2 separate regions of the Mus musculus genome follow, and region 2 is linked to region 1. The links are chromatin contacts, called in public HiChIP or PLAC-seq maps. All regions are on one chromosome and are shown on one strand. The core of a region is the stretch at or near the end of the contact, and the rest is flanking DNA. Distances in the headings are between cores, read along the strand shown. Region 1 has its middle 17 kb from the start of Gm35551. Region 2 overlaps Thada (thyroid adenoma associated).

The links. HiChIP or PLAC-seq counts read pairs in DNA pulled down with a chosen protein or histone mark.
Region 2: a contact with region 1 is called in an H3K27ac HiChIP or PLAC-seq map of microglia, with 4 times the contacts expected there. The contact joins two enhancer-like sites. A contact is called at or near these places in 5 of 484 Hi-C or Micro-C datasets (CD8 T cells, the HL-1 cell line, embryonic stem cells and 2 more), 7 of 115 datasets of contacts at active chromatin or transcription factors (embryonic limb bud, embryonic stem cells, heart atrium and 4 more) and 2 of 9 other capture datasets (embryonic stem cells and liver).

What each region holds. Positions count from the first base shown.
Region 1 is chr17:84,096,575-84,104,220 of GRCm38.p6, forward strand. No RefSeq gene overlaps it. Among named protein-coding and RNA genes, the nearest start is that of Gm35551, 17 kb to the left of the region's middle. Within about 2 kb of position 4,202, at least 85 of the 459 cell types and tissues checked have an H3K27ac peak or open chromatin away from gene starts, as enhancers often do. A contact at or near this core is called in microglia, where this site is marked.
Region 2 is chr17:84,348,144-84,355,789 of GRCm38.p6, forward strand. The region is part of intron 26 of Thada (thyroid adenoma associated); the gene reads right to left. Among named protein-coding and RNA genes, the nearest start is that of Gm24722, 39 kb to the right of the region's middle. Within about 2 kb of position 4,223, at least 69 of the 459 cell types and tissues checked have an H3K27ac peak or open chromatin away from gene starts, as enhancers often do. A contact at or near this core is called in microglia, where this site is marked.

The DNA.
Region 1 (7,646 bases), core at 2,952-5,451:
GGCGCGGTGTCAACGAGACAAGGACACGTCCAAAACGCTGGGTAATTGCCGGGCTGCTAATGCTCAGCCCTTTGTGCGTCCGCGCGGAGCCAGCGGCCGCGCTCCCAAGCCCCGGCTTTTCAGGGCGGGCGCGCAGGGGGCCTGACGACCGCGCTCCCGCGCTCCGAGGCGCATAATTAATCGGCCTTCACAGGGTCGGGGACAAAGGCGCTCATTCACCCGCCGCTCCTCCCTCCCCGGGATATTGTTATTGCGGAAAAACTGCAGCCAGCTGGGCCGCAGGGCAACGTCAGCGCCATGGGAGAACGGACCGACCGCACCTAGGAGACCCAGTTCTCTCTCCTCCAGAGCCCCCCAGAGGGATCGGGGCAGCCAGGAGCCAGGGTGGGCAGGACGCAGGGTCTCTTTTGCGGGCTACAGGGTGCTGAAAGCGTCGAGGTTTCTGTCGGGCCCCGATACGTTCGAGCTGTGGAAATGGGAACGGCACGTGCCTACACTGGCTCCTAGGAGAACTTAAATGGACTTGCTTGCCCAGGCTAGAGCCCTACCCGGCAGGCCCTCCACAACACCAAGAAGAACGGGTCTGTAGTTAAAGTCAAGGACCCCGAGGAGTGTTGGGGAAACTTGCCTAGGCCCACTGTGACCTTACCAAATCTATAAGATGGCTCCGTGGATAAAGGTGCTTGCTTTTAAACCTGGAGACCTCCACTCGATCCCTGTGACCCTTATTAACCATGGAAGCAGAGACCTCCACGTATGTGCACCACCCCTCAAGCATGTTCCCTACCCCACGGTAACGATAAACAACGTTATTTTTAAAGTGAAGCGGTAGGCTGGACATCTATCTGCATTTTCCTGTTCTTCAAGCCCTCTGGAAGCTCTCTGAAAGCCGCCGCAAAAGTGGCTCAGCGCTCCGCCCCAGTTCATGGGTGAGAAGACAATCTTCAGAAGTGACAGGCCACGGTCACAGAGCAGGGCTGCTTGGACCCTGGGCATGCTGGTTGTGCGCAAAGCGGAGCAGAAGAAAGAAAAAGCTGCTAGAGATTGAGACACTGGCCTTCCTCAAGCCTAAACCCTCCCTGACTTCAAAGCCCTGGACCAAGGCTCGTATTAAAACCCTGACCTCTCCTTGTACTGCAAAAGACTTTGGCATGTTCTGTTCATGGGACCTATGGGGGTTCCCCTACCAGCTCCATCTGAGGTGTCTTTGAGAGACCAGGCCCAAAGCCTTCATGGCTGTGTCAAGGCCACTGCCCACCAAACCTGAGTCATGGCTGATCATGGCAACACTCTCTCACCATTCAGAGGCCCTGGCCTGAGGGCTCCATTCCTCTTCAAAGTCCAGTGTTCCCCCAGGCCCAGCAGAAGCCCAGGTTCCAGGTTGGCAAGGCTGGGCTTCACCTTTCCCTCTAAACCCAAGGCATTAGGCACCAGGCCATTCCTCCTCCTCAGTGCAGCAACAGTTGTGACGAGCCGCCATGGCTTTCTGAAACCTCAGGGTTCTGAACAGCTCCCAGAACAAGCAGGGGCTTTCCAAAACCCTGCCTGCCCAGCCCAGCCCAGCCCAGCCCAACCCAGCCCATCTCCTTGAGACGTTCTGTCCCTCTCAGCCATGCTCTGGAAAATGTTTCCTTTGCCTAAGACTTCCAGTCTTGAGCAGGACCATAGGACAGCAAGCCAGACCGCCATAGAGCCTCGGTCCTCCTGGCAAGATGAAGATGGGAAAGCTCCCTTGTTAGCTAAGGAGCCCATTCTGACCTCCAAGGCACAGAGGGGGCCCAACCAAGCTAACTCTGTAGCCAACATACCGTGCTAGACACTGGAAAGCCAATACCCTATGACAGTCATATCTGTGGATTGGGGAAAATGCACAGAAAATTCCAGAACAAAGCGGAGAGAAACAAGATAAAACAGAGTCCAGCCAAGGCCCAGCCGGGCCTCTGAGAGCACAGACCAGCTGTCCAGCAGAAAGCAAACCCAAGCAGGGCTCCTGAGGTCAACACAGTTCTGACAAGGCTTGGGGCTCAGGCATCCCCCAGTGGTCAGGACACCAGCACAGCATCATAAGCCTAGCTGACTCCCGCAAAGTCGGCTGTATTTACAAGCTAGAATAGCCCACCAGATACGGGATACGGCTTCACCGAAAGGAAAGCAGACTATATTAAAGAGCATCCTTGAGAATCTCGCCTGAAGTAATTGAAGCAAAAAGGTAAAGATGTCTAACTTTTCCTCAGATGTTTTCAGAAGCATAAATCATGGGCGAATCTGGGGAAAGCGGCACGTCAGTGATCCCTTGGGCTAGCCTTGGAGGCTGCTGAAGCATCCCGGACACACATGTAAACCGCAGGGCCAGCATCCCCACATTCAGTCACTGTACCCACCTCCTGTTGCCTGCAGCCCCATCCCCTACCACGTTCCCTCCCAGAAGCACTTGCCTTCAAAGGCAGGTATCTTCCATCAAAGCACTTTGTGAACCCCAAACTGGTTTGACAATCCTTAAGGGAATTACTAGCCTCTGAATCTCAGATCAGCTAACATTATGGTTTGTGAACACTGAATGCTCCCTAAACCTGGAGTCCAGTCATTTGCCCATGGATTCCAGTGCTGATGGGGTGGGGGCTGGGGTGGGGGAGAAGGACAGAGAAATGATCAGTGCGTAGACTGAATTGAGAAAAACAGGAGAAAACAAACAAACAAACAAACACCAGATGTGGTGGTGATAACCCCAGGACTTGGGATGTGAAGGCGGAAGGATCAAAAATTAAGGGTAAGCCTTAGCTCCATAGCAAGTGAGAGGGCCAGCCTGAGCTACAAGAGAACTTTACTCAAAAAAGTAAAAGAAAACAACAAACAAAAAGGGGAAGCTAGCGGAGACCACGTAGATTTTACAGCCTACACATCAATATTACATGTCGACACTACATGTCAGTATCCCATGTCAATACTACATGTCAGAACTACATGTCAATACACGTCAGCACTACACATCAGTACTACATGAGTATCACACACTCAGGCCAGAGCTAATGGGGTTCTTCTTTAGCCAAGGCTAGTTAGTGAACACACTCAGGCCCACGTACAGAGGCCCACAGTCTGAATCTTGCCTTGTGTGCTTCAATGGGTCCGTTACTCTCAAGCACACACTTCTTAGCCCTGAATATTTCAAGTTGATTACTAGTATTTCCTCAACGAGATGAGTAAGATAGGGGGCTTGCTTGCTTGCTAAGCCTTCACCGAGCTGTGCTCACAGCCTGGGAGAAACACTGACCCACCAGTGAACCCTAAGTAGCCTCTAACCCCATGAGGAAAGGAACTGCATTGTCTCCCTCTGGCACTTAGCAGAGTCGCTGACGCACAGCTGGCACGGAGTCCTGAGTTGGGTTGAGGTGAACAGCTGTCCTCCCTCACCAGGGCACACTGAGCGGGCTGTTTGACCTTGGATGGTCCATGGCAGAGTGAGCGAGCACCCAGAAGCCCTTCTTTGCGCCCATCCTCAGAGCAGGCTTCTTGCTACGGCTTGGAGAAAGGTCCCAGGCTGGTTTGTGTCTGGTATTACATGTCTCATGTTGGGATGGGGTCCTCTCCTGGTCCTGGGCATGGGAACTCTCCTGGAAGAGCAGCTCCACTCAAGCGCATGACGTTTCTGGTGGGGGCAAGGCCTTCTATAAGAGTGGTCTTGGTTAAAATCATCGTTGCTCCATCCCTACCCAGCACTCCCAGTCTCCAGTGCTAGAGCAGCGAATGTCAGCCATCAATGAACCACCCCAGTTTGGGTATTTTATTAAGGTGACCGGAGAGGACTAAGGAGCAGAGGAGTCTGGCCACACTTTGGAGGAGACACCCAAAGCGTCTCCCTTCTTAGCCTCTGTGCTATCCGTCTGTCCCCTAAGAGTCAGTCACCACCTGGGCCTCGAGGGCAGTGGGGCATGTGTCCAGCACAGTCAACCTCTGCTTCCAGCATAAAAAGGCATTCCGGTGAGAGCTCCTTCCCCCTTCCTTTTCTTCCTCCCCGCTCTTCACTCTGCCCCTCCTCTTGCTCCAAGAGCGTCCCAAGTGACATGTGGACCCAGATCAAGCCTTTGTCCTCGGGCCCCTGCTGAAGCCTTTCTGGATGGCTGCCTGCCTTCCTCCTCAGCTCCTCCAGCCAGCCGCCTACCTCACCCTCCTCACCCCCACCCCTGCCATTCCTGTTTGTGAACAGCTTTCTAAATACAGCCAAACTTCCCCTTTCTGTCCATAGGGCCCACAGAGTAGCTGCGGCAGGACAGTGCCTCCGCAAAGGTTCTTTTCACGAAGTCTGGCTGAGACCCACACCCTCTGGCTCTCGCCACAGTTTCCCCCACGCAGGCTCTGGAAGAAACCGTGCCCTCCAAAAGCAGTCCCAACCCTCTGCCCATCTCGTCTAGAGAAGGACAGAATCTACAGACCAAGGATCCAGGATGCCTGGGTTGGAGAGGAAAGAAGACCAACAGTTGAGCTGGCTTCGGCCTGCCCCTGCCCCTGCCCCTGCCCCCGCCCCCGCCCCTGCCCCTGCCCCTCCTGCCCCTGCCCCTGCCCCTGCCCCTGCCCCTGCCCCTGCCCCTGCCTCCTTGTCCCTGCCCCTGCTGCAGTGCTGTGAAGCCCTAGGTTAGCTGTTCCTTCTAAAACTCTCTTGTTTCCGGAATGAAGGGCTAGCTTAGTAGATTTTCCTGGCCCCTTCTCTTTCTTGTCCATCTCTCCCCAAGGTACTCTCATCCAGTGCCTGGAGAAACTGTTTGGCCAGGGACATGTCAGTACCAGAGGGTAGTCACCATTCCAGACTCCTGCGCCATACCTAGTGTTCTTTCTGTGGCACTCTCCCCTCGGGAAGGCAGTTCTCTCCATCTTGGCCACAGAGTAGGGTCACCTGGGGAGATGTTACAGTACCCCCAGCCTGTCCTCAGGCACACTTCATATCAAAGAAGTCAGTCTGTCTGGGAAGTGTCAAGGCTACCTTGGCTGATCAGGTCAGGGGTGAAGGCCTTGCAGAAAGGCTCCCAGAGGCTAAGACAGTGCTGCAAGCCAGAGTTGACACTACCGCCTTCTCTGCTGAGCGAGGGTTCAGCTATGGAAAGAGCCCTAGTGTGAAGTGCATGTCTGTTGTGAGTGGTGAGGTAGGCCTGGGCCATACATATATTTGCCACCTAGTCATGGAGGCCCAGAAGCCCCCACTCTAAAAATGTGGTACAAGGCCAGCCTTCAGACTGTGGTCAGCAGAGGGATCTCTTAGAGATTGAGAAAGGTTAAATAGAGAAGGGAAACCCAACTGGGGCAGAGGCTGTGGGAGAGATCAGGGCAAGAGGAAGGAGACTGTCCTCCCTCACTGTCTCCCTCCCATCAATCACTCCTGGGGGGGGGGGGACCACTCAGCTAGCAGGCCACAGGGCACAGGATATAACACCCCGTCAGGATGCAGGACATGTTCCACCTCCAAGCCTTGCAGGTATTGAAGCATAATCATTTGGCCATCCCTAGGCCAAAGGGAATGTTAGATCAGATTCCAGAGACATCACGGGACATCACATCAGGGGACCCAGATGCTTCGGTGGTTAACTGTCTCTGATGGAGACCTTTCTCCCACGTCTCATCTGCCCTCTGTCAAAACATCCTGGCAGGGAAGGAAGGCCAAGGACTCTGCTGCTAGCCAGCTCTGCAGCTGTCCCCTCACCTATCCAGTAAGTAGACAGACATGACAAAGGAAGACTACAGGCACCACGCCCCTGGAACATATCACTCATCTCAACTCTACAAGGGTTGCCCTTGGCAAACCTAAAGAAGATTAAACCTCCATAGAAAACATATGGGAAGGATAGCTCGGACCCGCGCAGAGCATCTAATTAACATGCTTGCACGAGGCACTGCAGGAAGGAGGGAGGTAGAGGCAGAGAGAGAACTGAGCAGCAGGTGTGTGCAAACAGTTATCAGAACTGAAGGGATGTATGTAACTTGGAGGCTATGGAGGAAGCTCACCCGAGCAGCCACCATCAGAAAGTGAGCGCAGGGAAAGATGGGGACTCCAGGAATGCTGCTACTCAGTCAGGGGGCTTTGATCTTCCTCTCCTCAGAGGACATTTGACAATATCAGACATTTCTGGTGGTCTCACACAGTAAGAGAGACCAGCAGGGCTGTTGAATGTGTTACACTGCACAGGAAAGCCCCAAACTAGCTGGCTTTGAAATGTCAGCTGTGCAAAGGGAAAAGACTATAGCCTAGATAAAGGAATAAACAAACAGATACTGCACCACGTCAGACCATTAAAAATTAAAGGGGTGGGGTGGCAAGATGGCTCGGCAGGTAAAGGAGCTTGCTGCTAAACCTGATGACCTGAGTTCAGTGCCACAGGACAGGAGAGAATTGACCCTCAAAAGTTGTCCTCTGACTACACACACACACACACACACACACACACACACACACCCCTTTCCATCATATGCCTCTACATACAAAACAAATTTGTTTGGTTTTTTTTTTTTGAGATAGGGTTTCTCTGTGTAGCCCTGGCTGTCCTAGAATTCACTATATAAACCAGGCTGGCCTCAAATTCACAGAGATCCTCCTGCCTCTGCCTCTCAAATACTGGGATCAAAGGCATGTGCCACCACACTCAGTGTTTTATTTAAAAAGAGCAAGTCTTGCCTGGGTAGTAGTGAAGGTACGTTAGGAACTAAGGCATAGCATTAGTTAAAATAAATGAAATGAAAGAGCAGCCTTCTCAGCAGGCCCTGGTGTGTGCTGTTGCTGTCCTTGGATCCATGGCTGCTCGCTGAGCCATCTCAACTCCTGCTCTTTGCTCAAGTGTCTACCTGGGGCCTTAGGCCTGCCTGAGGGAGCCCTGTCTCACCCAGAGAGGAGGGGGGCGGGTTTAGTACACAGCTTAGCAACCACCTCTGCAACCAGATGGAGGGTAGGAGCCGAGTGAGATGTACTCAGAAAGAAGAAGGGTGGGTTCGAGTGACTGGGGTGACAGGGAAGAGGAAGAGAAAGGGGTGCTGCAAGTTTCAGTGTTTCACAATGTTCACAAAAATACCAGACAGCCTGAGGGCCGCAGGGACAACTTCAAGTTGAGCAACGGCTGTAGCACTGTTTCTAATCCATGGAAAATTCTCTTTTCATTAGAGCCCCTGCTCGAGCCAAGCCAGACCCTTCATTACCACCACAACAACTGAGAAGGGGACATTTGTCCTGTAGTCACACCAGGCTTCTCCTTGTTCTCCGACACACCCAAGCCAGCACCCCACCCTGACTAAACTTCTTGGGATACCAATTACTGTGTTTGCTGACCCCCCCACTCTGGCTTCACTGGAGTCCAAAACATCCGCAGGATCCCCACAAAAGCATCACTAAAAGACAATGTATGTGTCTGGCCAGTATCTGGAAAAAAAGCCATGTCCCTCAAATGGCAGCCCACACAGTCCTTCAAGAGTCTTAAGGTGCACCTCAAGTTTGCCTGTAGTTTCCTGGCGACCCAGATGAAGAAAAAGCTGTTAGGCATCAGCCTCACAAGTCTTGGGGTCTGCACATCAGAATTCCCTGCCCCCAACTCGTCAGCAGACCCAGCGTTTTGCTGAACCACAGTCTAAAAATGTCTTGTGCTTATGGTCTGAGGAGAGACCATCTGGAGAAGAGC
Region 2 (7,646 bases), core at 2,973-5,472, 250 kb after region 1:
ACCAAAAGAACCACATCCACGATGAAGAATGGGGCTGAGTTAGGATGCTGCTCCCATCACGGCACTTACAGCACGTCACACGTGAAACCTCCCAACCCCTATTCCTTCCAGCAGAACACTCTACCTTCCCAAGCATATGTAAGCCCAGTGTATCTCAGACACTACATATGCTCCCCAGCTCACAGCTAGTGCCCAATAAACAGTTCCAGGGCTGAGACTGCAACCTGGTTCTAAAGCACGGCTTGCCTAACTCGTGAAGGCCTGGGTTCCATTCCTAGTACCACAACCCCAAGTAAACAAAGAGGAGTTTGATCATCTCAAAACAAGTAAGAACCCCTAAGAGCTAGCTGAGCGAGAGAAACAAAGGAATAGACAGACAAGGAAAAAGGAAATAGCAACAAATGAACTCCCCAATCCTCACTGGCAGCCCAGCAATATCCACTGCCGTGGACAAAGGGAGACACTCCAGAGGAACTGACATTTATTAAACACAGCAGATAACGCTTTTCTCACTAGTTTACAAACAGTTTGGTTCTAGTTCACCTCAACAAGTAAACAGGCTGATGTTACCTCCACAGACATAAGAAGTACTTGAGGTGTATTCTTCAGTGACTGACAGGGCAGTTAAGATAAATCTGTTTATGTATGTATTCAAAACTATCCAACAACCTTTAAAAAAACAGAAGATATTGAAGGAAGAAAGGAAGGGAGGGAGAGAGAAAGAGAAAAAAAGGAAGGGAGTGAGGGAGGGAGAAAGTAAGGAAGGAAGGAGCGAGCACGTGAGCTGATCCTCCACCAGCCCACCCTCCTAGAAAGAGAAAAGACAACCCTAAGTTGTGAGCAGGATAAAACAGGCAGACTTGGTGAAAACTGACAGCCAGGGCAGAGGTGAAAGCAAGTCAGCATTACTGAGGAGCTGTCAGCCTGTGCCAGACATATGTCAATCTTGCTCTTAGTATGTAAGGACATGTTAGCCAACCAAGGAAATGCCTGTTGGGGCTTCTGCAAAAACTTCCCCAATTAAGACCATAGGACAGCAAAAAATGGCATCCAAAATATAGTTCATAGGCATATGCTGGCCTGGCTACTCTGAGAAACTAGTCACACGGGTAACTATCAAAAATTCATACTACAACTTAGGTACAACACTACATAAAATCTGCACTAGTGACAACACGTGTATCAGAAAGGACTGCTCAGAGACAAGCTGAGGGGAGGAGTTTCTGTGGTGAAGGTGTCCATGTTTCCAAATCAGCCATGTCCTGCATGCCATGAGGTCTGTCTGCACATTGCACAGCGAATCGCGGTGTGCTGCAGTAGCCCTTGAATCCGGTGAAAGCATCTGAGGTTGGCCACTTGGTATCCTCTGAATCCAGCCTAGGATTTAACAGCTTTAAAGGACTTGGCCTGAGACTAGGAGCTGTTGCTTCTCTTCCAGATGACCTGAGTTCAGTTTCCAGCACCACATTTACAAATTCCTGCAACTACAGGGGCCTGAGAGGGCACCCACAGACACATAGCATATACTTACAGATATACACACACATAGAAAAAAATTTAAAACTTATCAGTTAAGAACATATATTGTACTGAATTTGGTTCAGAGTACCCCCAATTGGCAGCTCACAAGCACCTAGAACTCTGGCTTCAAGAGATCCTAGATGCCTCTGACCTCCTGGAATACCTGTGCATCACATAGACTGAGATGGCTCAGGGCATAAAAGCACCTGCTGTGCAAGCCTAGTGCCCTAAGTGTGAGCCCCGGAACTGACATGGAAGCACGTGTCTGTAACACCAGCATGGACACTGTCAGATGGAAGGCAGAGGCAGGGAAAATACCTGGGAACTAGTGAGTCTGCAAACCTGGAGGATACACTGCAGGAAGAAGAGAGACCCAGCCTCAAAAGAATGCGGTAGCCGGGCGGGGTGGCGCACGCCTTTAATCCCAGCACTTGGGAGGCAGAGGCAGGCGGATTTCTGAGTTCAAGGCCAGCCTGGTCTACAAAGTGAGTTCCAGGACAGCCAGGGCTACACAGAGAAACCCTGTCTCGAAAAACCAAAAAAAAAAAAAAAAAAGAATGTGGTAGGTAAGAACTGACCTCCAAACGTTGTCCCCCCACACATATATTTCCCTCACAAGTATTTCCGTTGAATCACACTTCAGGCTATCTTAAAAACTCTGCAGTTAAAATCTGCTACATACAGGTAAGAGCACTGACTGTTCTTCCAAAGGTCCTGAGTTCAAATCCCAGCAACCACATGGTGGCTCACAACCACCTGTAATGAAATCTGACGCCCACTTCTGGTGCGTCTGAAGTCAGCTACAGTGTACTTATTTATAATAATAAATAAATGTTTTTTTAAAAATCTGCTACATATAGGAAAAGTCAAAATATAGAAGTCTGTGTTTTGGACCTTTAACAAAGGCATCTCTGGGCCAAGCAGTGGTGGTGCACGCCTTTAATCCCAGGACTTGGGAGATAAAGGCAGGCAGCCTGGTCTACAGAGTGAGTTCTAGGACAGCCAGGGCTACACAGAGAAACTCTGTCTTAAAACAAACAAACAAAAACAAAAAACCCAAAGGCACCTCTCTGCAAATAATAATGCAATGGAAAAGGGCCTATAGTTAAACATGTATACAAAAAAAAAAAAAAAAAGAAGAAGAAGTTATCCCTCAAGAGTTCACACACACAGACACAGACACCACACAGACACACAGAGACACACACACACACACACACACACACACTCACACACAGACACACACACACACACAGACACACACACACACACACACACAGCTCACATCATTCTCAGTCATCTCAGACCAGGGATCAGTACAGTAGTGCACAAAGGACTAAGAAGAAAACAACAGCAAAGGGGGAAGCTCTGCCCAGCTTTGAAAAACAGGACTTATTCCCAGGTCTAGGAGTGAACACCATAAACTCTGCTGTTACGTGGAAATAAAGGATGAAGGCAAAAACATGGAAGTTTGCAGTTGGTGTTTCAATTGGGAGCCCAACAAAATATTAAAATGTTCCCTACATTCTGGCCAATAAAACCAGCCCAGAGGAGAGAAATTAGCTAAGATTGCTGATAAAACAGCAAGCCCATTTTAAGAAAAACAGTGTCCCCAAATGGAAACAAGCCTGCAAAGACGACAAAGCATACACATGAATTTCAAAGGGTATGATCAAATGCAAATCAATAAAACACAAACAACTCATTAAAAAGAGATCTGGATTTGGAATCCTGCCAGACCATCCCTGACTCTGCTCTTGGAATCTTCTCCCCAAGGAAGACTGAGCTACACCAATACACACCCTAGAGCGCTTCAAGGTCAGTGCATGAATGAGAGCAATTATGCGGCAATTAGACAGAGATAAAGCCTGGGTGATTGCTGGTGCCTGCCCACAGCCTCAGCACTCAGGAGGTGGAGGCAGGTGAATCACCAAGAGTGAGACCATTCATGACCTACATACATTTTATCTAAACAACAATACCATCAGAAAGAGAGAGAGAGAGAGAGAGAGAGAGAGAGAGAGAGAGAGAGAGAGAGAGAGAGAGAAATTAGGAAGGAAGGAAGGTAGGAAGGTAGGAAGGATGTGTAGCACATAGAAGGGCCTGGATTTAACCCTCAGCACCACCAAAACAAACCCTCAAGCCTCTGCAATCCCCACAGTGGTTCTAAGAGGACTAAGGAAGCCTTGGGCTGCAGGACCTCTCTGAAAGCACTAAAGTGGATCACATCTCCCACCTTCTCTCCTCCTTGCCCTCCCTCCTTGTCTTCTGGAGCTATCTGCCAGGTTCCTGGACTTGAGGAACACTTTTCTAACCCTCGCTTTCAGAAGCTGGCTATTAGAATACTCTATCCAGGAGAGACATCTTGGTTCTGCAGTGTTCTGGCTGCTGGTCATCCCCCTGGGAAGCCCCTGGTCCACTCATTTCACTGCCGGGAGGGAGGCGAGTCAGTGCGCCTTTCTTATGCTCTATTAAGTGTGTTTCCATCTCAACAGCTTCTATGGCCTTTTTTCTTACAGGGATTGTTACTTAGAACAACTTTATTGGGCTGACAAGATGGCTTAGAAGGTATAGGTACTTTTCCCAAGTGTGACAAACTGAGTTCAATCTCTAGGACCCACAGAGGGGAAGGAGAGAGCCAACTCCCATGAGCCAACCTCAGCCTCTGACGTCCCCATGTACCCAGCAGCACATAAGCACCTTCACACACACACACACACACACACACACACACACACACACACACACACCTCAGCCTCTGATGTCCCCATGTACCCAGCAGCACATAAGCACCTTCACACACACACACACACACACACACACACACACACACCCTTTTTTTTTTTTTTTTTTTTAAAAGAAAACGTTTCTTGTTGAAGCCTATCATCTCAAAATTGTCAGCAGCAAGCAGTCCCTGGGCGATATTTGATTCTGTAATCATTCTCTGCAACCTGGGCCAGACACGAGCAGCAGGCTCCTCCTATCTCCTTTCTTTTAAGAGATAGGTTTACTTCCCAACTCATTGTCCCCAGGATGCCTGTGACTTCCTTTAATCGCAGGTCACTGAAGTGGCACTGTACAGACTGACTTTAGGCTTTTGAAAAGCAGGGCAACTTCTGTATTCACCCTGCTGGAGAAGTCCCATCAGCCTCCAGTCATTAGTGCTCCCAGGATTCAGATGACACTTCAGATGGTGTTACACAGTACAAGAGAACTGTGTAAGTGAACCCAGCCATCCCCTAACATTGTGGGAAATTATAAGCTGCTATTTTAGCCACTAAATTTTGGGGTGGTTTGTTGTGCAGTGAGTGCTATAATTAAAGGCACTGAGTTGGACTGCGGAAAACAATCAGTAACAAGCAACATATGCGCTCCTTTATCCCGTTGAATCACTGTGTCCTTGAGGCTAGAAACCTGAAATCAGTACTGGTGGTATCAGCAGGCCTGGGAGGCTTTGTAAGAGAGTCCCTCCTTCAGCTCTTACAGGTTTTTGGTGATGGCCAAAATTTCTTGGCTTGTGACTACATGACTCCAGTCTTTGCCTCTGCAGACACAGTTCTGTCCTTTCTGTCCCTTCCTCAGGTATCTAAGTGACGCACTCACCTCAGAAGATCACCTGCTGGGCTTACGGTCTAGAGTGCTTCTGTCCAAAGAATCATGTGTTGGAACCTGGCTTCAGCTTCTCCGGCCAGACATGGAAAGAAGCAAGTGTGTGTGTGTGTGTGTGTGTGTGTGTGTGTGTGTGTGTGTGTGTAAACACTATGAAAGTAAGCCCACATACCCTGAGAAGGCTCATGCTTTAAAAGACTTGAAAATAATTTGTTTACCTTAGGCTGATTCCTAGAGCACAGACAGTTTTCAACAATCAAAACACCAGTCCACCCAGCAGCTCTAGGGGCCAGGGAGGATCAAATGCTGGACTTACACTAGACTAAAGTATACAGTTTTGAACAGAAAGAAAAGGCATGAGGGCACACAAAGAATCTGAAAGTATTACTCATTCACAGTGGAAAAAAAGACAAAAACTGTCCCTGTGAAAGACCAATATGGGTGGACTTGCTAGACAAAGCTGTTTAAACAAATGTCTTAAAGATGTTTGAGGAATTAAAGAAAGACTCAGAAAAAGTAAAAAATGTGTGTGTGTGCATTAACAAAACATATTACTACAGAGAGAAAAACAAATAAGGAAAAAAATTCTAGAGCCAAAAAAGAGAGTAAAGTGGAAATTTCACTGACAGGAAAAGGAGAATACTGCTCACAGTGCACACAGGACAACTGACAGACTGTGTCAGAGGAACAGAAACAAGATTTGAAAAACACTGGCTGAGCCTATGGGGCCCATGGGGCAGCACCAAGGAGACCACCATTAACACCATCAGCTTCTAACGAAAAGGGAGAAAGGGGCAAGGATAGGGACCAAGGGAAACTTATGCAAAATCCTTAAGTCTGAATAGAAGTGAATATCAGCATAGAAGAAGCTCAGCAGACTCTAGGGACGGAGAAGCAGCAAGCTACACCCTACGCATGCTCTCATCAACATGAAGAGAGCAGACGCCGTGAAAGGGAAGCAGGCCTTCACCCCACAGGAGCCTGAGGCAGAGCCAACAGACTTCTCAGCAGATATTCTGGAAGTCAGAGTGGTAGCTGAAACAAAACCATCAACCAAGAACCCTGATGTGTAGAACTATGACTTAAAAGACGCCCTCTTCTGGTGTATCTGAAGACAGTTACAGTGTACTCATATACTTAAATAAGTAAGTAATTCTTTAAAAAAAGGAAAAAAAAAATAAGGAGACCTTGAGGTGATGACACTTTCCAGGACTTGCACCACACATGGGGACAAAGAAGAACCCTGACTTCACAACCAGAGTACATTTCAAGATACTGTCACCAAAAAAGGGAGGGAAAAATCAGAATATTCTAAGAACAAAACAAACAAAACAAAACAAAAGCAAGCTTCTTATCCTGACAACCCATTGTGCAGGGATTGATGAAAGGTGCCCTCACTTGCTTCTGAGCAGCACAGTAGAGCTGGTACTGGTTGTGGGGATTGCAGGTGAGCTGGCCCAAGGCTGTGAGCATTGGGAGGGCTGGCACTGACACCTGTCTTCCATGCAGTAGTATGGGTGAGGGCGAGAAGCCCTCCTTACCAACCCCCTCATCCCTTGCCACCTACGGCAGGTGGGAGAGCTGCCAGCCCCACATCTACAACAGCATGAGGAAGAGAAGGCCCTCATTGCACCTTACCTCGGTAGCACAATAGAGCTGGCTCTGCTGGTTTGGGAATGGGTGAAATGGCCAGAGGGCATGAGAGTGGTAGACCTGGCTCTGTGTCCTTTGCAGACTGAGGCACTGGGTGAGCTAGCCAGGGCAATGCTGAAGTGTGGAGAGCATTTTGGGGTGCCACCTGGCAGGAATCTGACTTTGGCCAATGACAAGGAAATGGGCTTCAGGCAGTCATCTGACATTGGCCAAGGACAAGGAAGTAAGAATCTAAGTTTAAGGTAGAACAAAGAAGTAGGCTCAGATATTTTGATCATCCTTTGAAACAGCTATCAGCGGAGTGATCATGGGGCTTTGTGTTTATCGTCTTGCCTGTTCCTTGACTATTGTCTTGCTTGATTCCTCATTGTACTACTCATTGTAATACTTGCATGTAATTAAAATGGTATAAAAAGTGGATTGGGAAAGTCTCAGAATGGACTAAGGCGTTGCTATAATGTCCTCTGTCTTTTTTCTTTTTAATCCTCATTCCCAAGCTGGAGAACCGGTAGCCCGACTGAGCTGGCAGGGCCAGGTCCAGGGTGGAGGGCAGGTGCAAGAGGACAGGAAGGTGAGTGGGATTGGGATGCAGGATGTGGCAATCACAAAGAGCCAGTAAAAAGTTAAATATATAAAAACAGATGACAGAAGCAGTTGGAGAATGGGGAAAGAAGAAATGAAAAGGCATCAAAAAAGACCTAAGTCACATCAAGAAATGCATGCCAGGCAGAAAGCTGCATTGGCAGCTAAGAAAGCGAGCACTATTGAACTTTATGACCTCACTTTTCTTAAAAAAATAACCAAAAACTTTGTTTTTGCATTTTAGTTTTCTTCACTTTGGAATGAGATTTGTAACAAGTACA